Regions from separate parts of the Mus musculus genome. Here region 1 is linked to region 2. Evidence: chromatin contacts called from public HiChIP or PLAC-seq data. All regions are on one chromosome and are shown on one strand. The core of a region is the stretch at or near the end of the contact, and the rest is flanking DNA. Distances in the headings are between cores, read along the strand shown. Region 1 overlaps Tenm3 (teneurin transmembrane protein 3). Region 2 overlaps Tenm3 (teneurin transmembrane protein 3).

Region 1 (6,122 bases), core at 3,110-5,609, 230 kb before region 2:
CACAATAGCTTGAGGGCCTCTGTGTGGTGATCGAAACCTCCAAAGAAAATGGACATTTAGAGTCCGTCTGCCTTCTGGATTCACTTATTTCAAAGCCTCTAATTTTAAAGCCCATTCACCTCAGGTGCCCAAATTCCTCAAACCAAAAGGGGTCTTAACTCAGTCTTTTCTCCTTGCCAAATGAATAATTTCATGTCTCCTCCCTTACCAAATGACCACTGTAATTCCTTAATCCTCTTAGGAAGGTATCTCAATTTTCCCCCCTCATAAAAACCTTATGTATCCTATTTCCTGTGCCCAATCTCAGATACTAATGTGTGTGTAAATTGTGTTACCTGGCCAATAAGAGTAACCTGGAAAATGAATGAATGAATGGCTCTTAGGTGGGAAGGTGTTCATTTTCATGTAATTGCCATGCTCTTGGTTTGGGAAACTAAGAACACATAGGTTTTGTGTGTGTGTGTGTGTGTGTGTGTGTCTCTATCTTATCATGTGTCTGTGTGTGTATGTGACTGTGTCTCTGTGTGTGTGTGACTGTATGTGTTTGCCTCTGTGTGTGTCAGTGTATGTTTGTGTGTGTGTCTCTTTCTCTCTCTTTATGTGCCTCGGTGTGTTTCTGTGTGTGTGTGTCTGTCTGTCTGTCTGTCTATCTGTATGTGCCTGTCTGTGTGTTCCTGTGTGTGCATTCATCTCTAATTTGCTTACTTGTTTTGTATATGCTTTCAGCCCTTCATGAAAATGTGAAAGATGTGTTTGTGCTGTTGCGCTACTACAGAGAAACACACATTTGCTCCTTTTAAGTGAGTCAACTTTAGACAAGAGGAAATGAAATCTTCCGTTTTCCTCTGAACATTGAGTTGCTAAAGTCAAGTTTTACAGTGTGCTTGAACCAGGACCAATCTGACTACATCATCCTTCTAGCTTGTATTTCTCAAGGAGTTGCTGAGTTCCACCTTCTTGTTGTGGGCCGGGGCCTCAAACCTTCCCACGGCGTCCTCCGGTTCACTGTCTCACTAATCAGAGAGACAAGAACCATGACATTTCATTTCACTGGGACCTTTCAGCATTCAGAGAATGTGTCCTTTATACTAGCCATTAAGTACGTACACCTCTAGGAAAGATTTCCTACCATTCACAATTTCCAAGGGTGAATTTTAGCAATTCCTTATAGAAGGATAGTCTCCCAGATGGCTAACCTGCCTCAGATGTAGCATTTCTTAACCTGATGGTATCAATAGTGCCACCATTAGCACAGTGATAGGATGAGAGATCAGAGAGACTCTGAAGGGGCGGGGTCGACTCTCTAGAGCCGAGGTTCTCAACCATGCTAACACTGTGACCCTTTCATACAGTTCCTCACATTATGGTGACCCTCAACCATAAAACTATTTTTGTTGCTACTTCATAACTGTAATTTTGCTACTTCTATGAATTGGAATGTAAATAGCTGTGATTTCTGATCTTAGGCCGACCCTGTGAAAGGGTCACTTGACACCCCCCACCACACACACACACACACACACACACACTCACACACCAAAGGGGTCACAGCCCACTTGTTGAAAATTGCTGTTCTAATGGGAGAGATGAAAGTTCAGAAAGCAACACTGGAACCAAGACAAAGCTGCCTCAAACTCTTAAGTTAGCTGGGCATTGAAAAGTTTGCTGCCCAGTGGCTCTGCCAAGCCATTAAAGCAAGGAACACATGCGCTCTTCGTGATCTCTGTACATTGGTTAACATTTGAAATACTTTGAAATGCACAGTAGGAAAAAAAATCCACAAGGAGCCATAAAATAAAGGAACTTCATAAATCTCAGTAGTTTGTGATTTAAACAAAGGAAAATCAGCTCAGCTAACTCTAGTTTTAACCATCTGAACGCAGTATGTTGATCAAACTTAATGCTTCTACACTCTTCCTGAGTTTATTTTTAAAACTGGATCTGAGAACTCTAAGCCTTGCTGTTGTGAATAATGGATACATAAATGTACATATACAAGTGTGTGTGTGTGTGTGTGTGTGTGTGTGTGTGTGTGTGTGTGTGTGTGTTTAGCTAAGGGGACTTCCCTTACCTGTTATAGTAGGATCATCAGAGGTGGGGAATGAAACTAACATTTATTTCATGCCTGACATGAGCAAGCCAGTATGTCGCACCTCAAGCATACTTTTGCCTGTCCCTCTTTCTCTTCTCTCTCTCTCTCTGCCTCTGAGTCTCTGTTTCTCTCTTGTATGCATGTGCGAGTGTGTGTGTTTTGACACAAACATGGTATTTCATTTCCTCTTCTAGCCCTGAGGGTGTGGTGTCATTAGCTGGGTTTTACAGATGAAGACTACATGGCCCGGAAAGGTTAAGTAACTTGCCCAGGGTCCCCAGATTATTAAGTGGCAATTCAAAAGCAATTCAGTCGGAAAACCATAGAGGAAAAAAAAATAATCAAAAGAATTATGAAACAAAGCGCACTCTGGCACTCCCTTATATTATTCGTGCTTTGCGGGGACGGTGTTTAATTTGTCTTCTTTGCAGCCTTAATTTTGAGTTTCCACATCCCTCCTTTTCTTTCTAAACTCTTCCTCTCTTTTGGGTGATTTATATCCCTTGTTTTGTTTTGTTTTGTTTTTGCACTGTTCTAAACTTACACCAGTGAGCACCTTGGAAGGTTGAGGGAAAGGGCGGGTGGGGGTGGAACTATGGCAGTCTCCCTAGTTTTTTATGCCCTAAGCAACGAAGGCAGAACTCTCTCAGGTCTTCAGATCAGTGAACTTACTGACTTCCTTCGCTCATGGCAGTGGTCTTGTGAGAGATGCATGGTAAACAGAAAGTCCGAATTAACATGATAATCCACTTAATGGAGTTAGCTTGTGACTAACCGGGCAACTTGATCCCAGATCACTCTGTAGTGTTCCGTGAAGTTCTCTTTTATTATTATATAAACTACAAATATAACTGCGTCCCAACGACTGACAATTTACCCATCAAAGTTAAAAGAACAGAAATGTGGGGCGGAGGAGTTGGATGGTCCAGTGGTTATGTGAACTTACTGCAATTGCAGTGGACCAATGGAATGCAATTCCATTCCGAGAACCAACACAGCCCATGAGAACCATCTGTAAAGACAGTCCCAGGGGACTTGATGCCCTACCCTGGGTACCACGTACACATGCGGTGCAGACATACATGCAGGCAAAATACCCATGCACAGAGTAAAATAATAATTTAAAAAACTCAAGAAATGCCGTCTTACCCTTGCCCCTCTGGTAACTGCTGAGCTAGTTCCGTCTAATTTAAGGTAGTGCACTTCTGCAGTAAACATTGCCTTGGTAGACTTCTGGAAAAATGTCGTAGTTGTGGATGCTTTAAAATAATTAGTTGGGCGCTGGATCCTGGTGCATATCTTTAATTCCAACACTCAGGAAGCAGAGGCAGGCAGATCTCTGAGTTTGAGGCCAGCCTGAAATTTTACAGAGCAAGTTCCAGGACAGCTAGAGACACACAGAGAAACCATGTCTCAACCCTACCCCCACTTGCCCCAAAATTAATTTGGGTATATTTAAAGAAAATATCTATCTCAATTTGGGGCTGTAATATATTTCAAACTGAAGAAGTAGGAGTATAGTTCTGTTGATGGTAGGCAGTCAATAAGTGAGCCCTGGAGTAACATGGTAACCAATAATGCATCGCTGTGTGCTGTGCGACCATGTGAGGAGTCAGGTTCGTCACAAATGCTGCCTAGTTACCTAGGCAGGGACAGACGGAAGTCAGAAGTAACGCGTTATACTCCATGAGCAATAACATGTCAGGAGAAACCAGTACTCCACAGAAAAAGCATGAAGATGCCAACCTACATGTGCCCACAGACCTTGAATTGAGACCCTGCAAAGTGCAACAGTCCACTTAATACCTTGACTTACAAACTGTAAATTGTGAGTTTATAATTTTGTAAGTATTGAAATTTTCAGTTACCAATTCAGAATTTTACTGCATATTTATAACATATAAAGTGTGTGTGTGTGTGTGTGTGTGTGTGTGTGTGTGAGAGAGAGAGAGAGAGAGAGAGAGAGAGAGAGAGAGAGAGAGAGATTTAGAAGCAGGAATTTGAACTTTCCAGTTTCCTATGCTTATTCAGAATGTAATAGAAACACTTCTTTATTTTTCCTCCCTGTTTAGCATCTCTCTGTCCAGATGCAGGGCCTTGAGTCTCTTGCTCTTCGCCTTAAGAGCCCCTGGGCTTCCCCTACTTCACTGCCCCCTTTGAAGGAATGTAAGAGTCTGGCTGCGAGGAACAGCAGCCTCTCTCCCTCCTTGCCATCCAAGGAATCCCATTGTCAGATGCAGTGGGCATGAAAGCTGCATTTTACAGCACAAAGGCTCCAATAACATTTACTTCGGTTGGCTGAGAGTGAAATGCACGCAGGCACTGCTCAGTCTTGGTTGCTTAAGCACCAGCTGCCCTTGGCTTTTTGCCATTTTGTGCATTTCAAAGAGACAAGTCCTTTAAGGAGAGAGTGTTTCCCTTGTAGCTTGCTGTGGCGTAAACAGACCATTCAGGCATAGTTTATTGCATTACAAACCCAACTCAGCAAACTGGTCCAAAAATTGAATACAACAAAGTAATTAGTGGCATCATTTGGTCCTTAGAATTCATAAACACAAACGGGCCTATTTATAAAGTAAAATTGTTCCATTTTTAAAGAATCACCAAGAACCCTTTTATATTTACAGAATCGTAACTTTAATTGTAAATTTTTTTTACCTACTAAAGATAATTGCCCCCCCTTACAAATATTTTTTTCAAGCATGCTTATGGTAGTCTTCTTTATTGGATTAGCTCAGAAAATCAGAACATTGTACTTTAACCTAACCTTGAAGTAACAGTGACCTCTAAGATCAACCCTTGTGCAGATGAGTTTTGTGGGAAATGACTTTAAATTTCTGTTGTTTCTCCTTTTACCGCCAGCATGCTGGTTCACGGGTGTGTATTGCTGTTTCTGGCTGGTTATGTGGTCCTGGGGATTTTACCCAGAGCTTATAGCATGCTAGGCTATCACGCTGTCAACTGAGTTAGATCCCCAACCACCCTGTGCTATGGGGAAGAGATAGAAAAGAAAATCAAGACAAGTAGCTCTCACTTTAAGCATCCTGACCCAACTGGGCATACATGTTGCGTTCTTGTATCTCCTCTGAGTTCCTAGGACAAGGCAAAGAAAGACCTGGCTAGTGTGAAAGTGGAAGTCACTGAACCAGTACTCCAGATCCATTTATTCTAAGCATCATGCTTTCTTCACAATCCATGTAACATGTCCTCAGAGTGAGTTTCCCAACATGGCTGCCAGACATTCTCTGTCTTAATGTGCCTTGTCCTAGCCGCTGTGGTGTTTTGTTTGTTTGTTTGTTTGTTTAACCTGAATTTCTAGCATCATGTAAAATATTGGATGAAGATATTCCTTATATCAGATCAGACTGGGAAAAACACAGGGAGATATTATCAAACCCACATGAAGATTAAGGCAGTTATAACTGGAATTTTATTTATTGTTCATATGCCAGCTCAAACCACTTAATTTTTGTAAACTGAACACCCAAACTAAAGTATAATGCATTTGACTTTTTGCAATTGCTTCTCTTCCACAATTTGTTGAAGGAGCTAGCTTTCAGCTTTTAATATTTCCAAACATTTTTTTTTAATGGAGTGAGTGACTAGTGTCTTATTTAAGGTAACAGATGAGCCATCGTTTACAAAGAAACCTAAAGGGGACCTTGTTAATCTGTGTTAATAGCCTTCCTCATTGATGATCTGGGCCCCTGCTCAGCCTAATCATCACATGTCTCTATCCATCGATGCTCAAAGAAAAGCCACTGGAGCCCTCAGTGACAGGAGCTCCCTCTGTCCCTGCACCCCACAGATTGTAATCAGCACCCTGGGGCATGCAGGTGCAGACACTCTTCTCTTCCAGTGGCTGCGCCCACCTCCACTCTCCCCACCCACTTCCAACCACTGCACTGCATCATGGGTTGAAAATCGGGATCCCTAACTGACCTGGTGGTCCCTTCCCTAGGCTGAGATCCTGAGAGGCGTTTACCTGCGTTGCAAATGCTTTCGCCTCTATACCTACACCATCCATACA
Region 2 (6,398 bases), core at 692-3,191:
GGAAACTGACATCAGTGCCCGCCCCCCACTGAAAGCTTGGGGTTCCACTGTGTGCACTTCTGTGCCAACCCGGCCACTCTGAAGAATCTTTCGTGAACACTGAATTCAGCCACAAAAGTATTTTTAGAAAAGATTTCTCAGTTCATTGAGCTATAGTACACACTGTTTTCCTCTCTGTATAATGGTGACAAATATAGCAAGTGAACATGTCGTAAATATAAAGGTTCAAGTGATGTATTGAAAATAATTTTCTAACTGCTTTGTATGTATCACATACTCTAAATTGCACAGTAGGCGTGTTTATTAAACAGATTGGCTGGGAAAGTTTTGAAATAGTACTGAATTTACAGTCTCAGTGCTATTCCTGTTGCTGTGTATGTGGTAGGTTATACCGAAGTAACTAATCTTCTAATGAATGCTGATATTTTATTAGAATGAAAGCACAGATTAGCATTAATATTTTTTATCCTGGAAATCCTTTGGCAAGTACTGGGCAGCCCAAATTTAGAAAACTATGAGATTTCAAACCACGTAAACATGGTTCTGTTGGACATTTTATTTTTTAACTGTTAACTTAGGTGTTCGCAGTTCTGTTGAATGGGACTTCTGCAGGACTGTATTTAGCATGCTGTAAGTACTTTGGGGTGAAATAGGCTCCGAGTCTAAATTCTCAGAAATGTCTGTGATGTATTGACCATGAATAGCGTGTACCACATGACAGAAGTGAAATTACACTCTTAACCCCTTCTCAACGTGGACTGGTCTTTACAGGGGCACCAATAAATGACAGATCTGGAGAGTCTCCTGGTGCTTATTTTAGAAGTCAAATCAACCCAATTAGTATCTTGTTAGTAGATATAATGAGCCTATTTCTTTCTAAAAAGGCTTGTGGTCTGGACGTGCTTTTACAAGAAATAGTGACCTTGGGGAATATGTAAACAAGAGATCTTTTTCTAAGAGTTTGGGGGGAGGTTGGGGGACCTGTATAATGACAAAAAAAAATTAGCTTACAACAATGACAACAACAAAAAACAAAAACAAAAGAAATTGATATTCAAAGTATTTTAGGCAAAGCCAGTCAAAATGCTTTCATGATATTTTGAGATGTAAATTTTTGTCTGATTTGTATTGTTCTTTTCGTTTGCCTTCTTAACTTTATATGTGACCTGAATTTTCCATAACTTGATGACTATAGATTGCATCTAGGCATTCCAATAAAAGCCAACCCAATGTGTGTGCGTTTATATGTTTCTTTCAAGTCTTGACTAGCCAGAATTGCTTTTGTGTTTCACGTGGATACAGAAGGAGGCGGATCTGGGGCTGTAATTCATCTACACCCAAACCCATGATAGCTCTCATTCCTACTGAGTTTGGATCCTTGTTTTGTTTTTGTATTTAGTTTCAAAATGACAGCTCGGAGGAGCACACTTCACAGAGGTCTCTACCCTGGCCTACTTTAGAAAAATGTTAACTCCCCCTCCACAAAGCCAAACCCTAACTGTAAAGGAAGAATTGAAAAAAAAAAAAAAATCACCCATTACTCCTGGAAATCGGGTCTCATTCCTGTGATGTTGGCATTGAGTGTGCTTAATTAAAACACTTGATTAGAATAATCAGTTTGGGCCCGATAGGTTCTCAGCCTCCTGGAGATGTCTAAATCTACATATAGACCTACTGATTAGGGTTTGCTTTGTTCAGCAATTCCAGGCTGACAGACCAGGGCTTTGATTTTGGTATGAAAAGGCAGACTTCCCCATGCTTGCTTTTACAGTGACAACCTCAACTTGATATGGCAGCGTGGATGCTACTGGAGTCAGGTCATCCCGCTTGGCAAAGAGACTGGTTTCTTCTCAGATCAGAGTTCAGTGTGCTCCCAGGCACTCAGTAAAGCAGAGCTTAGCCCAACCCTTTCCCTTTACAGCGCTTTCCTTGTCCCGAGCAAGCTCGGAGAACAATAGTGGACGTGAACTTTAGATAATGAACTGGGTACCAAACATGCCACTCGCTCCCACGGTGAAATGAAAAGTGCATCGGTATTTACATTCACTGCAAGGTGCCTACTAGTCACGTGACTCGCCCCCACAAGCACTTAAAGGAAACCTAGAGAGATTAGCCTGCCTTCAAAGCCCTAACCATGCCCACTCCTCTCCCTGTTCACGGCCTTTTCTTTTGTCTCTGCTGATCCCAGAAGCAGCCATTTCTCTTACCAGGTAGACAGCCAATCAGCTATCTGTGTAAGGTGCTCTTTGGAATACAGGGAGTCCAGAAGAGGAAGCCTGAAGGCGCCGATTCATGACATGCTCGGTCTGTAACAAACAGCCCCTGAGCAGTGCTCTTACAGGACACAGCCCACCCATGAAATGCCACCACCCAACCCAGGTGACACGGATGCTATCCAGGCTCCTGCAGAGCGAGGCAGGACCTCCCCCTCGAGAGCCTTGAAGGGCAGCCTGGCAGGGTCATACCCCTTCCACAGGTAACGCCATCACACTGTCCTGAAGACAAGTGAGCTCCGCCTGCAGCTCCAGTCCGCAGCGCGCAGTAAATTCTAGGTGAGGGAGAAAGAACGTAGAGAAATTTGAGCAAGTTATCCAAGTATGGATGGGGTTCAAGCCAAAATGAGCAAAGACTCTCTATCAGGGAGTTAGCTTTCCTGCCGCGATAGCTTCACCCCAGACGGCTCTGGTGGTACTACCTGCTGTGTTTGCATAAGTCACAAGACATGGGCTTTATGTCCCTGTCTATCTGCCAATATTTCTAGCTTCTTGGCTCCCTCGTCTATGGAAAGAAGTCATCCATGCAATGCTAATGAGTGCCCATCATATCCAAAGGAGGGATTAGAGATTTTTCCATAAGCCTCTCCTTTGACTTTGTCATCCTACCAAGGTCATGGAGAAAGGTGACACATTGTTTATATATCCCTACTCACCTTAACCACAGGGTGAACCCAAGTTCCAAAACGGTAGTGACAAGGCTGCTAGAGTGTTCTGCCCTCTGATCCAAGCCCCCAGAATGAAAAATCCTCTTACCACTTTTCTCGTCTGTTACCACCTCTACAAGCAATGGTCTCTTGATGTCAGTTAATTACTAATAACTTTTAGGTAGATCGAGCAAACCTTTTCATTAATGAACCAACTTAAAATTCTGACATAGAGCACTACAGGAGTCCTAGAGCCTTGTGTATAGAGAATTTACCACAGACTGGTGCTGAGCTTAAAAGTAACATCATTATTCAGTTTAGAGATAATGGGCTCAACAAAGCAAATTTAATAAATCCTTCCGGGATCTAAGCAGAGGAAAATTAAAATTAGAAGTATAAATTGTTAGTTCTAGGGCAAGAGAGTGGCTCAGTTGCAGTCTTCCTGCCTATAGGATGACTTGTATGTGGCCCCTGGCATCCACCTGCATTAGGAAGGGAGATCACATTCTTTTTACATGTGCAGACATTTCCTGAATCCCACCAGCAATGGCTATGTCCATATGACAGCATCGCTCTCGCTGCATAGAATGGACGCGATTTACAACCGGTCCTCTGAGTGGAAAGGCATTCCGAAAGCTTCTCGAAACTTAACGCTGTCAAGGTGAGGGGAGTGTAAACACCCAGGGAGGGAAAGTGACCTGAGCTGAAAAGAGACCTGCTCATCGGAACTCTGAGCTCTTCCACCTCAGGTTCTTGTCACGAGGTGACTAGCAACAGTTTTGGTGAAGATCCACTTCATCCCAACATTCCCTCCCAGATAAACGGACGGGAAGCCTATTGTGCCAAGTTCAGAAATTAACTCCTTAAAAGTCGTTCCCAGGTCCTCCTGCCTCTACATCCTCCCCTTTTCTCTCCCTTAATTCTCTCTTTCTGAAATGACCCCAGCAAGAGCTGCCTGGGTTGTAACCATTTAAAAAAAAAAAAACATTGTGTCTGCTTTTCTTCACCTTAGGGGGAAAGCCATGCTGGTCCATTGATAAGCCAGGTGATTTTGACAGTTGAGGATATCACAGGGAAGGAGAGTCTTTCATCTCCAACTTATTGACAAAAGGTTATGAGCAAGCAGGTTTCAAAGTCTCACTTCAGCTGTGACATTATCTCCAAGGTCAGGCTTGAGATTTAAGCATTATTCTCCATCGCTGAAACGCAATTCTGCAAAGCACATAGAGGGAGACGTTGAGTGGTCCGAGCAGCACGGCTCACAAGAAATAGGGAAGGGAGTGACAATCTTTCTACAAGTCTGTCCTCAGTTTTCAGGACTCTGGCTTTTTGGAGGAGTAAGATCCTGTCTCAACATCTGGTGACACCCTTGAGGAGTGAGCCTCAGCAGAGACCTGTGTCTGGGTCATGGTGGCTGCGAGGCACTTTCATGAAGGGCTCTTGCGCCCCCTAGCGATGGGCGTCTTAGCTGTCGACGTCTACGCTAAAGTGGCAGCAATGTCCCGAACCAGAAACAAAACAAAACACAAAAACAAAGGGAGACTTAAGATCTCCATCTACCCGGCTCTGGATGGGCCAATTCAAACGATCCTCTCTGGTCCCATTCTGTTCTGCCCGTAGACTTCCACACATAAAGCGATTCCTTCTGCTTCATGCACCGCCTCACTGAAGCTTGGTCCTTGCAATCCTTACTCCCATAAGATTTTTCCCGACCGCATGCGCCTGCAGAAGTTCTGTCAATCCATGTTCCTCTCGCCTGGCAGATCATAAGAGGGCCCTTCCTCCCAGGAGTTGTCCGCAGGCTGTCTGAGTCCCGCAGCCCACTCAGAACACTGATTGCTGAAATACATTGTTTACTTTTTACTTTCCATGTTAACAGCCCTGTCGCCGCGAAGACTTTCCCAGAAGGACAGATTATTTAAATTCAGAGTGGCATTTTTATTTCTGCCCAAGCTAGGCTCTCACAGAAAGTGCGAGAATGACAGGCAGCCTGAAAAAAAAAAAATCCTTCCTGCCCCCAGCCCCTCCCTTCCACAGCTTGGCCTCATTTGCCAGGGTGAGAAAAAAAAAAAAAATGGACTTTCAACCTTTCTTTCCTGGGTTGTCACACAGAGAAGCCAGTACATGCTGATTTTAAGTGACAGCATGTACCTACCTTAAGAAACCGTCCCTGGCTAGGTAGAATCTAGTGACATTTCTGGAGGCTCCTTTGGGGACCCAAATAAGTAGACCCATTTCCCCACTTTCTCTCTGAGATTAAAAAAAGGGGGGCTAGAGATCACATAGGAAGTCAAAATATCATGGCAGACAAGATGAGATCAGAACCCTACACCTCATGAGAAGATAAAAGTGGACCGCTAGATGTCCGGACTGAACGAGCATCTTGCCCTTCCGTGACAGAACCGCCAGGCCAGACAGGCAGGCTGTCCGTGGGAGGAGGAGGGGAGGGAACAACACTCTTCTACATGAGCCAAGTATGTCCAAGTTCCTATCTTCACCGTTCTCCGGGAAGGCTCCCTCGGGTGCTCCTGGGAGCTGGAGTCCCAGGGAGAGGACACCCCCAGCGGCACACATACACACACCCAGAGCACGGAGAGCCAGGTTCTGCAGCTGGATTAGAAGGCCTATCAGTCCTGGTCTTCAGTCTTTGCTTTTCCCTGGTGCTAAAGCAAGAGCTGGCTTCCCTCACCTGGCCTCTGCCAAAGTACAAGGGGGTCCCCCACATGCCACCTCTTCCTTCTGTGACAGCTGCAGCTCTCTTTGGTGGCTGGCAGTCCTAAACCAGTCCTAAAACCCAAAGTTGCCGCCTCCTAAGTACAAACTGACAGCATTCCAGATTCGGAGGTCCCCACTCTCCCTCCCAGAGCCCTACCCACCCACAGTCACACCTAGAGGCGGTGTTCTATGCCAGTAGTAAAGGCAGGGGAGGCGGGCTCCGGCTCGGGGCTCTTTGAAGGCAACAGGTCCCCAATTACTTCCCGCTCATTAAACTGTGGACGTAGCCTTGCCTGGCTCTTGTAAATCAAAGAAAACACGACTAGCCTTGCCATACTCGGGCTCTGTCTGCAGCCTCCGCCAATTAGCACTCTAGTTAATCAAACTTTAGAAGGTCCCTGGAGAGGCGGTGGAACTGGGAGCAGGCCGGAGCAGAAAAGACCCATTCAGTCTCCGCTTTGCCTGGCTGAAGGCAGCCACTTGTTTTCAGTCAGTTTTCTCCATCTTTAAAGTGGGCTGCTCTGTACATCCCTTAAGCTGTGTGTGCGCATGCGTGCGTGTGTGGGTGCGCGTGTGCGTGCGTGCATGCGCACATGCGCAGAGTGAAAAAGAAGGTGAGCAGAAAAGTTAGAACGAAGACTTCGGGATAATTCTTGCTTGATGCCTTTCAGCATCTCTGGGAGAGTTTCTAGCTGCGCCAATAGCTGAGGTCCCTGAGCTCTTAGGGGTGTTCCCTAGAAATGGGACTTCCTTCCCGGTTTCC

Evidence for each region. HiChIP or PLAC-seq counts read pairs in DNA pulled down with a chosen protein or histone mark.
Region 1: an H3K4me3 HiChIP or PLAC-seq map of embryonic forebrain shows a contact between it and region 2, with 3 times the contacts expected there. The contact joins two enhancer-like sites. A contact is called at or near these places in 2 of 484 Hi-C or Micro-C datasets (the N1E-115 cell line and liver), 7 of 115 datasets of contacts at active chromatin or transcription factors (embryonic basal ganglia, embryonic forebrain, embryonic midbrain and 2 more) and 1 of 9 other capture datasets (embryonic stem cells).

What each region holds. Positions count from the first base shown.
Region 1 is chr8:48,456,823-48,462,944 of GRCm38.p6, reverse strand. The region is part of intron 2 of Tenm3 (teneurin transmembrane protein 3); the gene reads left to right. Among named protein-coding and RNA genes, the nearest start is that of Gm51531, 150 kb to the right of the region's middle. Within about 2 kb of position 4,359, at least 63 of the 459 cell types and tissues checked have an H3K27ac peak or open chromatin away from gene starts, as enhancers often do. A contact at or near this core is called in embryonic forebrain, where this site is marked.
Region 2 is chr8:48,220,509-48,226,906 of GRCm38.p6, reverse strand. Tenm3 (teneurin transmembrane protein 3) reads left to right here. Exons shown (of 27, transcript NM_001145937.1): 27 at 1-1,242. Gm32923 (a long non-coding RNA gene) reads right to left here. Exons shown (of 3, transcript XR_870430.3): 1 at 3,928-6,398; 2 at 2,466-2,548; 3 at 1,568-2,306. Among named protein-coding and RNA genes, the nearest start is that of Gm32923, 3.7 kb to the right of the region's middle. Within about 2 kb of position 1,941, at least 3 of the 459 cell types and tissues checked have an H3K27ac peak or open chromatin away from gene starts, as enhancers often do. A contact at or near this core is called in embryonic forebrain, where this site is marked.